Regions from separate parts of the Sus scrofa genome. Here all the other regions are linked to region 3. Evidence: chromatin contacts called from public HiChIP or PLAC-seq and promoter capture Hi-C data. All regions are on one chromosome and are shown on one strand. Each heading gives the region's core, a stretch centred on a gene start, on an enhancer-like site or on the middle of the called end of the contact. The rest is flanking DNA. Distances are from core to core; before and after follow the strand shown. Region 1 holds the start of RAB30 (ras-related protein Rab-30). Region 2 holds the start of PCF11 (pre-mRNA cleavage complex 2 protein Pcf11). Region 3 holds the start of CCDC90B (coiled-coil domain-containing protein 90B, mitochondrial).

What was found. Promoter capture Hi-C pulls out the DNA fragments that hold promoters and counts their contacts. HiChIP or PLAC-seq counts read pairs in DNA pulled down with a chosen protein or histone mark.
Region 1: a contact with region 3 is called in a promoter capture Hi-C map of fetal liver, with 3 times the contacts expected there. The contact joins the promoter of RAB30 here to the promoter of CCDC90B in region 3. A contact is called at or near these places in 2 of 5 promoter capture datasets (fetal liver and liver), 10 of 47 Hi-C or Micro-C datasets (alveolar macrophages, blood, embryonic fibroblasts and 6 more) and 2 of 2 datasets of contacts at active chromatin or transcription factors (alveolar macrophages and skeletal muscle).
Region 2: a contact with region 3 is called in an H3K27ac HiChIP or PLAC-seq map of alveolar macrophages. The contact joins the promoter of PCF11 here to the promoter of CCDC90B in region 3. A contact is called at or near these places in 1 of 47 Hi-C or Micro-C datasets (heart right ventricle) and 2 of 2 datasets of contacts at active chromatin or transcription factors (alveolar macrophages and skeletal muscle).

Annotation. Positions count from the first base shown.
Region 1 is chr9:17,220,729-17,224,691 of Sscrofa11.1, forward strand. RAB30 (ras-related protein Rab-30) reads right to left here and starts at 2,013. Exons shown (of 5, transcript XM_021062576.1): 1 at 1,806-2,013. LOC110255408 (a long non-coding RNA gene) reads left to right here and starts at 2,186. Exons shown (of 2, transcript XR_002335559.1): 1 at 2,186-2,457; 2 at 3,191-3,963.
Region 2 is chr9:17,295,673-17,299,308 of Sscrofa11.1, forward strand. PCF11 (pre-mRNA cleavage complex 2 protein Pcf11) reads left to right here and starts at 2,197. Exons shown (of 16, transcript XM_021062577.1): 1 at 2,197-2,695. The coding sequence starts at 2,504.
Region 3 is chr9:17,446,220-17,450,406 of Sscrofa11.1, forward strand. It overlaps CCDC90B (coiled-coil domain-containing protein 90B, mitochondrial), which reads right to left and starts at 1,390. Exons shown (of 9, transcript XM_003129718.4): 1 at 279-1,390. The coding sequence starts at 378.

The DNA of each region.
Region 1 (3,963 bases), core at 763-3,262, 220 kb before region 3:
CGTGAGGTAGAGAAGGGATGGGAGGGTATTCAGAGACTGGAAAGAGACTTAGAGAAAGAGATGCAATATACTGCTGATAAAAGACGGAGATTTCAAAACACAGAGGAAAAATGAGAATTACAAATGGAAAGACAGGGAAAGAAACTAGAAGAACTTTAAGAGACCTAGAAGGGTGGGGAAAGGAAGGTGGGAGGGGCAGGGTTTGGGGGGTGGAGAAGGGTGCTCAGAAAAGCACAGAGTAAGCAACAGAGAGATGCAGAGAGGAAAAGCCAGACAGTCCATCTTTTCCCAAATCCCAAAGCTGCTCATTGCCTCCCAATAAATCACTCTACCACAAAGCCCATACAATGGACTGTCCTTTGCATTCAGTAACAAGCAGCATTTAACGAAGCATCGCCCAGCTGCAACTTTAGAGACTTAAAGGTCTGAATTAAAAATGAACAAATTGGTTCAGCAGCAGAAGACAACTAGTGATGACTTCCCCCCAATGCCTGACTTGGTTATGAAAAGGTTTGGCATTTTGGAGTTAAGCATAAAACAGTCTGGCATTTCTCCTTTTGACATTCCAAGAGGGGGTGTGGTTGACCCCAGGTCCATTCATTTCCAAGGTTGTAGATCTCTCAGCTAAGACTAGCCCCATCTGTTCTGGAGTCAACCAGCTGTGTACTTCAAAATAACGTATTTATTGCACTAATCATCCTAATAACTCTTACAAGAAGAGAGCCAATATCATACAAATCAGGATGCTCTCTGTTCTGTTAAACGTGTCAGTTTGTTTAAAAACCAAAACCCACACGCCAAAAAAAAAAAAAAAAAACCAAAAAACTCTACTATGCTCCTCAGTTTCCCTCAGCAGGATCACTCACTCCTCCTGTGTACCTTTCAGCAATGGCAAATGAAGGTTAACAGCGCTTCTAACTTTTCCTTTCCCTGATGCGTTAAAATGAACCCGAGTGTCCCTAATGATCCCTTCTCCGAACCGTTATTTGTGACTGGTGATTGTGCCTCAGGAAACAGCAGCTCATTATGGTACCACTGTCAGTGGCAAGGAGCCTATTGCAATGTAATTTAAAACACTCACACAAGCACAAATCTGTCGGCTCCACTTCCAAACAATCCTGAAATCCTGCAGTCGGGAGAAGAAAAACACTTAAAAAAAAAAATGTTGCTTCTAGCAGCCTAAGAGAACCTTCCCCAGACACGTGAAACGTTTGTGACTGGCATAGTGCACCATTAAAGGACACTGTCACCTCAAATCAGCAGAAAAGGCGAGACAAACGACATGGACACACGCACAAAATAACGCCCCACAAAACTTAACCTACTCAGAAGCCCGCTCGTCTTAAAAATGAATAGTGTGTGCTCGCCCAAGTGGCACAGAAATGTTCCAAAGTAGTGCGACCACATTAAATCACTGTCTCCATTTCTCCCCACGCATCACCCCTTCCCACTCAAATCTCAGCACTCGGGCCGTATGTGACAGGACTGCAGTCTCCCACCTCTGCCTTCCCCTGATTTTCCAAGAGCACTTCCCAACATCCACCCCAGCCCAGCCCCCTCTCCCAGCCTCCGAAAAGGTTGAGGGGAGTTGCGACTAGGGAACTGGCAGGCATCGGTCCTCTGGTGGGGGAAGGTTGCTGGAGTTGTTCTTTGCAGTGACCCAAATTGTACAGAGCTTTTCGCTTAGCAGCGCTTTGCGAGCACCTCCCCAATCCTCCCGCCCCCATCTTCCCAAAAGAAAGCCTTGAGAACTAAGCGGGAGGAATAACTTGGTAGAACCTATTGAATAAATCACTTCAACTCACCTGGTTTGGGATTTTTCTCCCCACCCCAGGCATAAACAGAAAGGATGTGCGAATGAGTCACGCACGCAAGGGAAGGTGTTGCGGAGTCCTAAGTCCAAGGGCTGGAGTCAGCCCCTGCCCTGGTGCTTGCTGCTACTCTTAGCTCAGCTGGAGCGAGCGGCAATAGCAAGCCTAGCAGCAGCAGGGGGGAGGATAGACCGTAGCACAATGAATGCAGTGGGGTTTTTGCAATGACATCATCCCTCTGTCCAAAAGGCCCCAATAGCCATGCTCAGAAGCGGAGGGTTCTGGGAATTGTAGTCTCCTCACGGACTGGCGGGACACAGAGGCTATCGCCGGAACTACAAAGCCCAAAATGCGCCAAGGTCAGACGCGCCCAGAGCGGGCCAAGGGAGTAAAGGGGACTCGGCCGCCATGTTAGGAGCGCGGGGAAGGTTCCGCCGCGCCGGCTGAGGTTTTAGGGAACGCGGGAGCCGAGAGGTGGTGCAGAGGGGACGGTGAGGAGGAGGACAAGCGGGCCGAAGAGCCTGGGGTTCCGAACCTGGGTACCGGGGTGGGAGGGGCTGGAAGCGGTACCTGGGGACTGAGTCGGACGAGCCCGGCTAGTGGCGGCATCAGAGGCCGAGTGGGCCTCGGCCTCAGGGTCCTGCAGGTATTGGTCCCTGTCACTTGCACCGTTTATAATTAAGGGATTGAGGGAGTTTGTCTCCTGGTCTCAGAGCACCGTAAACAGGATAGTCGGGGCGGTTGTGTTTTTTGGTAGATGCGGGGACCCGGCGTGGCCACTCTCACCTTTGGTCGGAGAAGATTCCACCTACAGAATTGGGCTGCCCTTCCCAAATTTATTTTTTATCTTGTCATTCATTCTCCAGCCAGCCTTAATCCTTCCCAAGGTGTTGCACCTTCACTGGTTTTTCATACAGAGATGATTTGGAAAAGGTTCCAAAGAAATCGATGTTGGAAGATAGCTGAGCTGGAAAAAGGACGATGCTTTGGGCCTGCAGTAAAGAAGTGACAGGGACTGAATCCTACGGAAGTAAATAAACTTGGTTTAAAACATCTTCATACGTGCCCGCGAAGGCAGGGAGATGTTGTAAGGGAATACCTGTTTAAGGCTGGCGTTTGGTTCCGGAGTGTAGCGGCATTTGAAGAAACTTAGGGTGTATGCTTAAAAATACTGCGAAGACTGGATCTTCGGTAGCATGGATCGCTATTTTAAAAATACATTTAGTGTTTAATTTGTAGAACTCCATATATACGACTACTTTAGGAACTGATTTTCTTTTAAACTAAGTAACTGAGATCAAGTAATTTTGCCCAGTGTCTCAAATGAACTGTGATTTTTTTTCCAGTTACTAAAACAATGCTGTGTGTTTTTTTTTCAGAGTCTATCTACACTATGAAAAGATGGGAAATTTCTTCCTGAAAGTGTCTGAAGGGCTAAAAATGCTGATATATTTGTGCTGTTAAACGTTTCATTTTGCATGTTATTGTGAAAACAAAAGTAACGAATTACTGGGTCGGTAGAGCTATGCACTTCACCTGTTAGGAGTTAAAATTATTGCTGATAAATGGATTATATCAAAGAAAGGCTAGGCAGAGTGATTACAAAAGACAAAAACATGGTAGAAACATCACCCAGATGTATGCAGATGACAATTACAAAAAGAGTTTTATGAAGAATGATCTTATATATGTCATGCTGCAGATAAATCAGATGAGTAGGTTTGTTTCTTTTCTTTTCTTTTTTTTTTTTTTTTTTTTTTGCTTTTTAGGGCCACACCCACAGCACATGTCAGTTCTCAGGCTAGGGGTTTAGAGCTGTAGCTGCTGGCCTACATCACCTCTGGGACATAAACTGCAGTTCACGGCAACACCCGATAACTGACTTACTGAGCAAGGCCAGGGATTGAACCCGCATCCTCATGGTTACTAGTCGGATTTGTTTCTGCTGTGCCACGACAGGAACTCCAGGTCTGTTTTTTGTTTGTTTTTTGCTTTTTAGGGCCATACCCGTGGCATATGGAGGTTCCCAGGCTAGGGGTCGAATCAGAGCTACACCTGCCAGCCTACACCACAGCCATTCCAGATCCCAGCCAAGTCTGCAACATACACCATAGCTCAAGGCAACGCTGGATCCTTAACCCACTTAGCGAGA
Region 2 (3,636 bases), core at 947-3,446, 150 kb before region 3:
TTCCCACCATGGCTCAGCTGAAACCAATCTGACTAGTATCCATGAAGACGCAGGTTCCATCCCTGGCCTTGCTCAGTGGGTTAAGGATGCCAGTTGTGGTTAGCTGTGGTGTAGGTCCCAAAGGCAGCTGGGATCCCGCATTGATGTGGCTGTGGCACAGGCCAGTGGCTACAGCTCCAATTCGACCCCTAGCCAGGGAACCCCATATGCTGCCTGTGCGGCCCTAAAAAGACAAAAATAAATAAAAATAAAAGTAAATAAAATTACAAGGAAACAAAAACAAAACAAAACAAAACAAAACAAAACAAAAAAAGGAGTTCCCGTTCGTGGCGCAGTGGTTAACGAATCCGACTAGGAACCATGAGGTTGCGGGTTCGGTCCCTGCCCTTCCTTGCTCAGTGGGTTAAGGATCTGGCGTTGCCGTGAGCTGTGGTGTAGGCCGCAGACGCGGCTCGGATCCCAGGTTGCTGTGGCTCTGGCGTAGGTCGGTGGCTACAGCTCCGATTCAACCCCTAGCCTGGGAACCTCCATATGCCGCGGGAGCGGCCCAAGAAATAGCAACAACAACAACAACAGACAAAAAAAGACAAAAAAAATAAATAAATAAAAAAGTAAAATTACAAGGAAAACTACCACAAGGACTATTTTACAGCGGGCATTTCCTTTCAGAAAACATGAACTTGGACAGTTGCTTAATTTAAAATGTGTCTATAATATCTACGTATCATCACTAACAATGGCATGAAATTGAGATCCGTAAGTACCTATACAACAATATTTCTTAGCCTCAAATAACAAAAGACAAGTTCTTCTCCCCAGGCTTTACCTCTCATTCATATGTGGTATCACATTAAGAATAAATGAAAAATAAATGTGAACAAAATCTTGTACACTTTAAATATGTGCAGTTTATCGTATCTCAATTACTTTCAATAAAGCTCCTAAAAACCCAGAAACAAAACAAAAATAAGTGAAAATGTTACTTTTTATGGGAAAATAAAGGAATTACTTCATTTATTTCCTAAGAGCGATTTCTTCTGAGGAACAAAAAAGTATCTCTACTGAGCCTAGTAGCCTAAGAAGGACAATGAAGCACATTTTACGTAATTAATATCTAATTTTTTTAGCCTAAATTTAGTTTACTATCTCAATGAGAAAAATACCTTTTTAGTTTAATGTTTTATGTTGCAGCTTCAAGGCAGAACTATTTGAAAGCTTTGTGTTTTGAGAGCATCATTTCCAAGCTCCAAAAAGGGATTTTAGAAACCTTGGAAAAGATCCCTACAAGTAAAATACGTAATTCTTCCTATTTGACCCAAATTGCATATTCTAAGGGTGTTTCGAGGTGCAGAAGATCGAGAGAGAAGAGTTATCACGCTCCGGGGTGGGTGTGGCTGTTGTGAGCAACCTTTCCTAGAGCTGAGTGGGCTTCCCAAAGATTTCCTGAAAACCCTTATGGAAAAGCCTTACACACACACACACACACACACACACACACGCACCCCTTCTAAATAAAGGCATTTTCCTAGGGGTTCAACTCTAGAAAGCTGGCGGAGGTGTTTTTGTTTGTGGAAGTGGCAAGCAGTGTATTAAAGCTGACTCTAGTGGTCCTTCTCAAGGTTCCGGTTGAAACCGGCGCCTCCCTCCAGGTCTCAATCCCAGGCCGGGTATGTGGGCCGCGGCAGCAGGACCCGCCCAGGCTCTCGGGAGCACCTGAGTCGAAGAGGGGGGGCGGGGCCGGCCAAAAGCCTCCTCCTCGCTCAACCCCCACCCCGCTCAGGGGCCGCCCGGCAGGCGGAAGGGAGGATGATTGACGGAGCAGCTCAGCTGCTAGGACGTTGCAGAGGGAGGGTCGAAGTGGAGCCGCTGAGCTTTCTTGTTAAACTGGTTGGGTTTTGCCTCGGGAACAGCCTCCCTCAGGACTATTGGCCTCCCTGAGTGGGTTGTTATGGTAACAAATGACCGAACAGTCCCTTATGAATCCGCCAATGAGAGGGGCAGTCTTTTCCACCCCACCTCTAAGCCGTAAGTGTTGCGAAAGTCCGGGTAGGATCCCGACAAGAAGGCGGTGCCAGAACGTTCAGCGGAAGGGCTGTGGGCGGGGCTTGTGACGTTTCAGGACTAGCCAATCACGCCCGGCTTTATCAACGGCCCCGCCCTTTTACCGCACATTTCCCCTCCCCTAGCTCATTTCGCACGACGCAGCGGTTGGGAACACAGACATTTTCGGAGCTGGAGCCGCCACTGCCGCCGCCATTTTGTGTCTGTGGAGAAAGAAGCGTCTGTGGCGGCTGGAAGTGGACGGAGACCACCCGTGAGACGGCGGCGTTTCATACCCGAGGTTCCCCCTGTGTCGTCCCCCAACCCCCCTCCGCGGTCAGCATGTGGTGAAGCCGGAGCCGCGAGAGACCAGGGGAGAGGAAGAGGAGTCGGAAGGGAGGCGGGGTATCGAGAGCGGCTTCAGCTTCAGCTGCGGCGGGCCTCGGAGGGGGGCCGCGGCGCAATGTCAGAGCAGACGCCGGCCGAGGCCGGTACTGCGGGGGCCCGGGAGGACGCCTGTCGGGATTATCAGTCATCACTCGAAGACCTGACCTTCAATAGCAAACCGCACATCAATATGCTGACCATTCTAGCCGAGGAGAACCTGCCCTTCGCCAAGGAGATCGTCTCTCTCATCGAGGCCCAAACCGCCAAGGTTTTTATACACCCCGCAGCCTCCTATTCTTCTAATACTCCCTGATTTTAGTGTCAGCCTCATCCCAGGTCTCGCTTCCGTCCAAAGGGGGACAGTGTTCCTCCTCTCCAACCCCCCCCCCCAACTCAGGTTCGGTCTTTGGCCCAGGCTTCGAGCGTGGGCCTCGCTTGAAGGGAGGGAGTGGGGAGGATAAAGGGTGGAGTTCCACTTCCGCTTACCAGCTCCCTATTTAGGCCACCGCACCGTCTGTCCCGAGGCACACGCTTTAAGTAGAGCCGTTTGGGGAGGGGGGAGGCTTAAAAGGCAGTTTGCGATGTGGGAAAGTAAGTGTTAAAACCTTTCTAACCCCCTGGGAAGGTGGGGAGTGGATCTTCCTCCGTGCCCCCCGCCCCCGTACCCTTTTGGGTAATTGTGTCTGTGGGTTGGAAGGAGGTGAAGGGGGACCTGGGAGCGAGCTGTTGGCGGGTGGGAATAGGGCACTGGCCCCGAGTGGAGCAGCCGCCTGTTAGGAGCCCAACATGGCGCCTGAAAAGCACATGATGCGAAAGGGAAGAGAGGAGAATCCATTCCCTGCCAGCCAGGCAGCTGCTCACACCCGTCAGCCCCGTTTTGGGGTGGGGGCGGCTAGGTATAACTAGTATTCTCCTGTCGGAGGGTCTCATTTGCCCCCAAATACGGGAAATTGGGGTTGAGGGTGGGGCGTGGGGGTGGGGGTGGGGAGGAGATCTTACCCAACCTGTAGGTGGAGAACCGGCCCACTGGGTAACAAGTACTTGTAGGTTTTTTTTTGAAAAGTTCAGTCCCTCCTCCTCTTCCTTTTCTCTTTTTTTCCTCCCTTCCCTGAGTGAAGACGTGCTTTGCCTCACCCCTTGACAGCAGTGGTCCTCTGCCACCCTATATTTCCCTGTAGTCCTCCTCTTCTGTGGATTCATGTGGGAGCG
Region 3 (4,187 bases), core at 140-2,639:
GCTGCATCGTCAGCCACATTTGATAATTAAAAGGTTCGGAAAGACGCCTGGCGGGGCTCTAATGGTGGAGCCTGGCTTTCAGAGGCGCGCTTTAAGAGGAGGAAGGTCCTGCCCAAACCCCCGGAGGCGAGGCCCTGCAGTAGGGTCGCCCGGACCCGCAGGGGCCTGGGAGGAGGGCGTGGCACCCTCGCCTCCCGTTCCCCGGGAGCAGACAGAAACCCCGGGTATCGTCTCCCTACGGAGCACGGAGGCATCCGAGATACGGTGTCTTTCCTCACCTCTCCGTAGGGCTGACGGGAAACGCCTGCGGGGAGCTGAATCCCAGCGGCGCCCGCTGCCTTCAGAACGCAGGAGCAGCCAAACCCTGCGGCTCCACATGTCCTCAGTCTTCCGGTAGGCGGGAAGGGGTAAAGGCTGTCAGAAGCGCGCTCGGGTTTTCGGGCAAGGTAGTTCTGGTGCCGCGAGGATGCTGGGAAATGTAGTTCCCGGCCTGTAACACACGCATACGCCGACGAAGGTTCCTAGCGCACCCCCGCAAAGCCGGGCCTCTTCACAGGCTGACCCACGATTCATTAGCATGGCTCAGAGCGGCTCCGCTTTTCCCACCGTCCCTCCCCAGCCCGAGAACGCCGTTACCACCCTAAGAAAGCGGAATCTTGTTTGAGGACCTGCCGGCGCCCATATCCTGGCAATGAAGTGTACAACTCCACAGCCAACTCACACCGGAGAGCCTACGGCCATTCCGAGCTTGGCTCGACCGGAGACGGAAGTCTAAGGAGAACGGCACTCTGGGACCTGCAGTCCTCGGCCGCTGAGCAAAGGAGAGGGGGCGGTATCGCAGAGGTCTTCTGGGAAGTGTAGTCCAGCCAACGCGTCATTCCTGCCCTTTCGCCCTCTCGTGGACAGGAAGACGAAATTTCTTTGTTTTAGTTGCTCTCTTCAGGAAAATTGAATTCCTCTGTTTCTAGGGTGGAGCTGATTTTCACCATTTATCACTGTCAGACCTCAGTTACTCCAGACTTTGCCCCACATGGTAAAATGCTGAAAATAACACACAGGAGTTGTGAAGTTCAAATGTACCAGTATATTCTTTGTGAATTCTAAAGTGGTAAACAATCATTAGGTTTTAGTGGCTTAATTATTCTTGCAAGGATGTAAACAGTTACCACTGGATTACTCAGTCTACAAATTGGTTGTCATAGCTTTGTGAGCCTCAGCTGTATGACAAACACCATCCAAAGCAGTAGGCACATTAAAAGAACATTTGATTCCTGCCAGGGCTTTAACAAGAAGAGGAAATATAAATGGCTCTTTAAAAATTGAAGAAAGGAGTTCCATTCCTGGCTCAGCAGGTTAAGAACCTGAGTGGTATACATGAGGATGCGGGTTCCACCCCTGACCTCGCTCAGTGGGTTAAGGATCCTTTGTTGCAGTGAGCTGCTAGCGGTATAGGTTGCAGAGGCAGCCCAGATCTGGTGTTGCTGTGGCTGTGGCATAGGCTGGAAGCTGCAGCACCAATTCGATCCCTAGCTTGGGAATCTTGATATGTCGTGGGTGGGGCCATAAAAGACAGGGAAAAAGACTCCCTCTCTAAAAGCAGCCTGGTTAATCCATACCTCAGAGGCTAATAAGGTAGCAGGAAGTGGGTCCTGATTTATTCACTGTGGAGGACTGCTTTTATTGCATTTTTACCCTTATGAGCCCCCAATCTAAACATATCTTACATTCCTCACCAATCACATGTATGAAACCATTACATATATCCCTATTTTCAATTAATTCAGGACATAACTACTATTCAGGAAGTGGCAGATCAGCAGTGACTATCCAACATCAAGGGGGTGAATTCCAGCTGAACGCAAAGATGCTTGTCAATTGGCAAATTGTCGTTTCCAGCTTCATCTCCAATAGCAGCACAATTTCCTTAGGCATTCTGCAATGCCTGGGCCCTCCTGAGGATCCCAAATACCTTTCCTCTGATGCCAGGAGGTCAGAGGTCCCGGGGTGGACATAGTTGCATGAGATGGCCAGATTTCCTCCAGCTCTGTGAATGTAACTCTGGTGACTCCAACGAGAATGGATACAGCCTGGGCCACTTATATCAGTCATTTCTTTTCTCTCAGAATAGCTAATATGAAGAAATCCCAGTTTTTTTTGGGGGGGGGGCTGCATCCACGTCTTGTGGAAGTTTGTGGGCCAGGCATCAAACTCAAACCACAGCAGTAACAACGCCAGATCCTTCACCCACTGAGCCGCTCCCCGCCCCCTTTTTAAGATTGTTGAATGAGGCATTGAGAGAGACAGACAGGTGGGACTCCGTTTCCTTCCAGAGCGTCCTTGGGAGTTCCTGACACTAGAGGGCGTACCTGGACCTAACAGAAGATGTTGCCCTTTTTCCTGCAATGAATTTTCCAAGTTTGTGTAACCTTCAGTGAGAGGAGCCCATTCTCACCAAAGCTTCGTGTTATTTTATGTTAATATCACATTCTTCATGGCTTGAAAATGATCGCCACCCCCTGTCCTCCACAAATCTGGGGAGAAATTTTTTTCCTGATGGAACTAGGGGGCTGACAATGAAAACCCATCATAAGTTTGCTAATTACACTGAATCAAAGGAAAGAATGATGAAAAGAAAGGGGGGGTGGGAGAACTGTGAAACTTTTTATATCTTGCAATGTTACATCATCTTTGGTAGTGTCTCTCATTGATTTTTTTCCCTTTATTCCTTCAACTAATCCTGATTGAGCAGTGCTTACTTAATAATGCCAGGCACAGTGTTAAGACATGAGAATCCAGACAGAGTCCTGCCTCCCCTATGCAGAGAATACCCAATCATGTCTCTGGGTCTGCCACAGGAAAACGTCCACTACCTTTCACAAAGAATTCCCCATCCACTTCAAAAAGGAACAGGGAGTTCCCTTGTGGCTCAGCAGTTAAAGAACCTGACTAGGATCAATAAGGATGTGGGTTTGGTCCCTGGCCTTGCTCAGTAGGTTAAGCATCCAGCATTGCTGTAAGCTGTGGTATAAGTCACAGATGTGGCTCAGATCCCAAGTTGCTGTGGCTGTGGCGTATGCTGGCAGCTGTAGCTCTGATTCGACCCCTAGCCTGAGAACTTCCATATGTTGCAGGTGTACCCTTAAAAAAAAAAAAGTCTTCCCTCAAAAGGTTAAACACAGAATTACCGTATGACCCTGCAATCCCATTCCTAGATGTTTATCCAAAGAATGAAAACAGACTCTCAAGCAAGTACCTTGAGAGCAGAACTATTAATATTAGGCAAAATAAAGAAAAAGCCCAAATGCATCTATTAAAGGATGAATGGATAAACAAGTGGTGATATATATGAAAGAGAACATTTCTTGTGGAAGACTCAGAGGTGACAAAGAGTATCCTCTACGGATTAATGGAATTTGTTTAGACTGGATAGGAGAAAATTGGAAATGGAGAAACAACAACACTGAAAACTCCTATGGACAGGAGGGGATGTTTGGAAGGCAGGAAAAGTAGCCTATGACGGGGGACTCCAGGCGGTGGGGGTTCCTGAAGATGGCACTTCATCTGGAGGTTGGCTTTTCCTGAAAGCACGAGGGACACATGAAACACTGCTCAGCTCTAAGCAGCTGCAGAAAGGCAAGCAGGATTGTGAACCTCTCTTAAGTTGGAGCACTTTATGGATATTTGCATTGGATAATTAGGAATAATGGCCACTAGAACCAGAGAAATATTGATTTCATGATTCTCTGAGCACTGAAGTCCTGAATGTGGTACCACTATAGAAACAGAGACTGAGCATTCTCAAAACTTCAAGAGTAGGACGTGGGCCCTGTGGGGCCTAGAAAAGGATTATGATGCAGAATCAGGATGACACACGAAGACCTGGACAGGAAGAGGGCAGAATGTTCTTTTCTTTCTTTCTTTCTTTCTTTTTTTTTTTTTTTTTTTTTGTCTTTTGTCTTTTTAGAGCCACACCCATGGCATATGGAGGTTCCCATGCTAGGAGTATAATCGGAGCTGTAGCTGCTGACCTACACCACAGCCGCAGCAACTCAGGATCCAAGCCTCATCTGGGACCTACACCACAGCTCATGGCAACGCCAGATCCTTAACCCAGTGAGCAAGGCCAGGGATCAAACCCACATCCTCATGGATACTAGTGAGGTTCATTAACCACTGAGCCATGATGG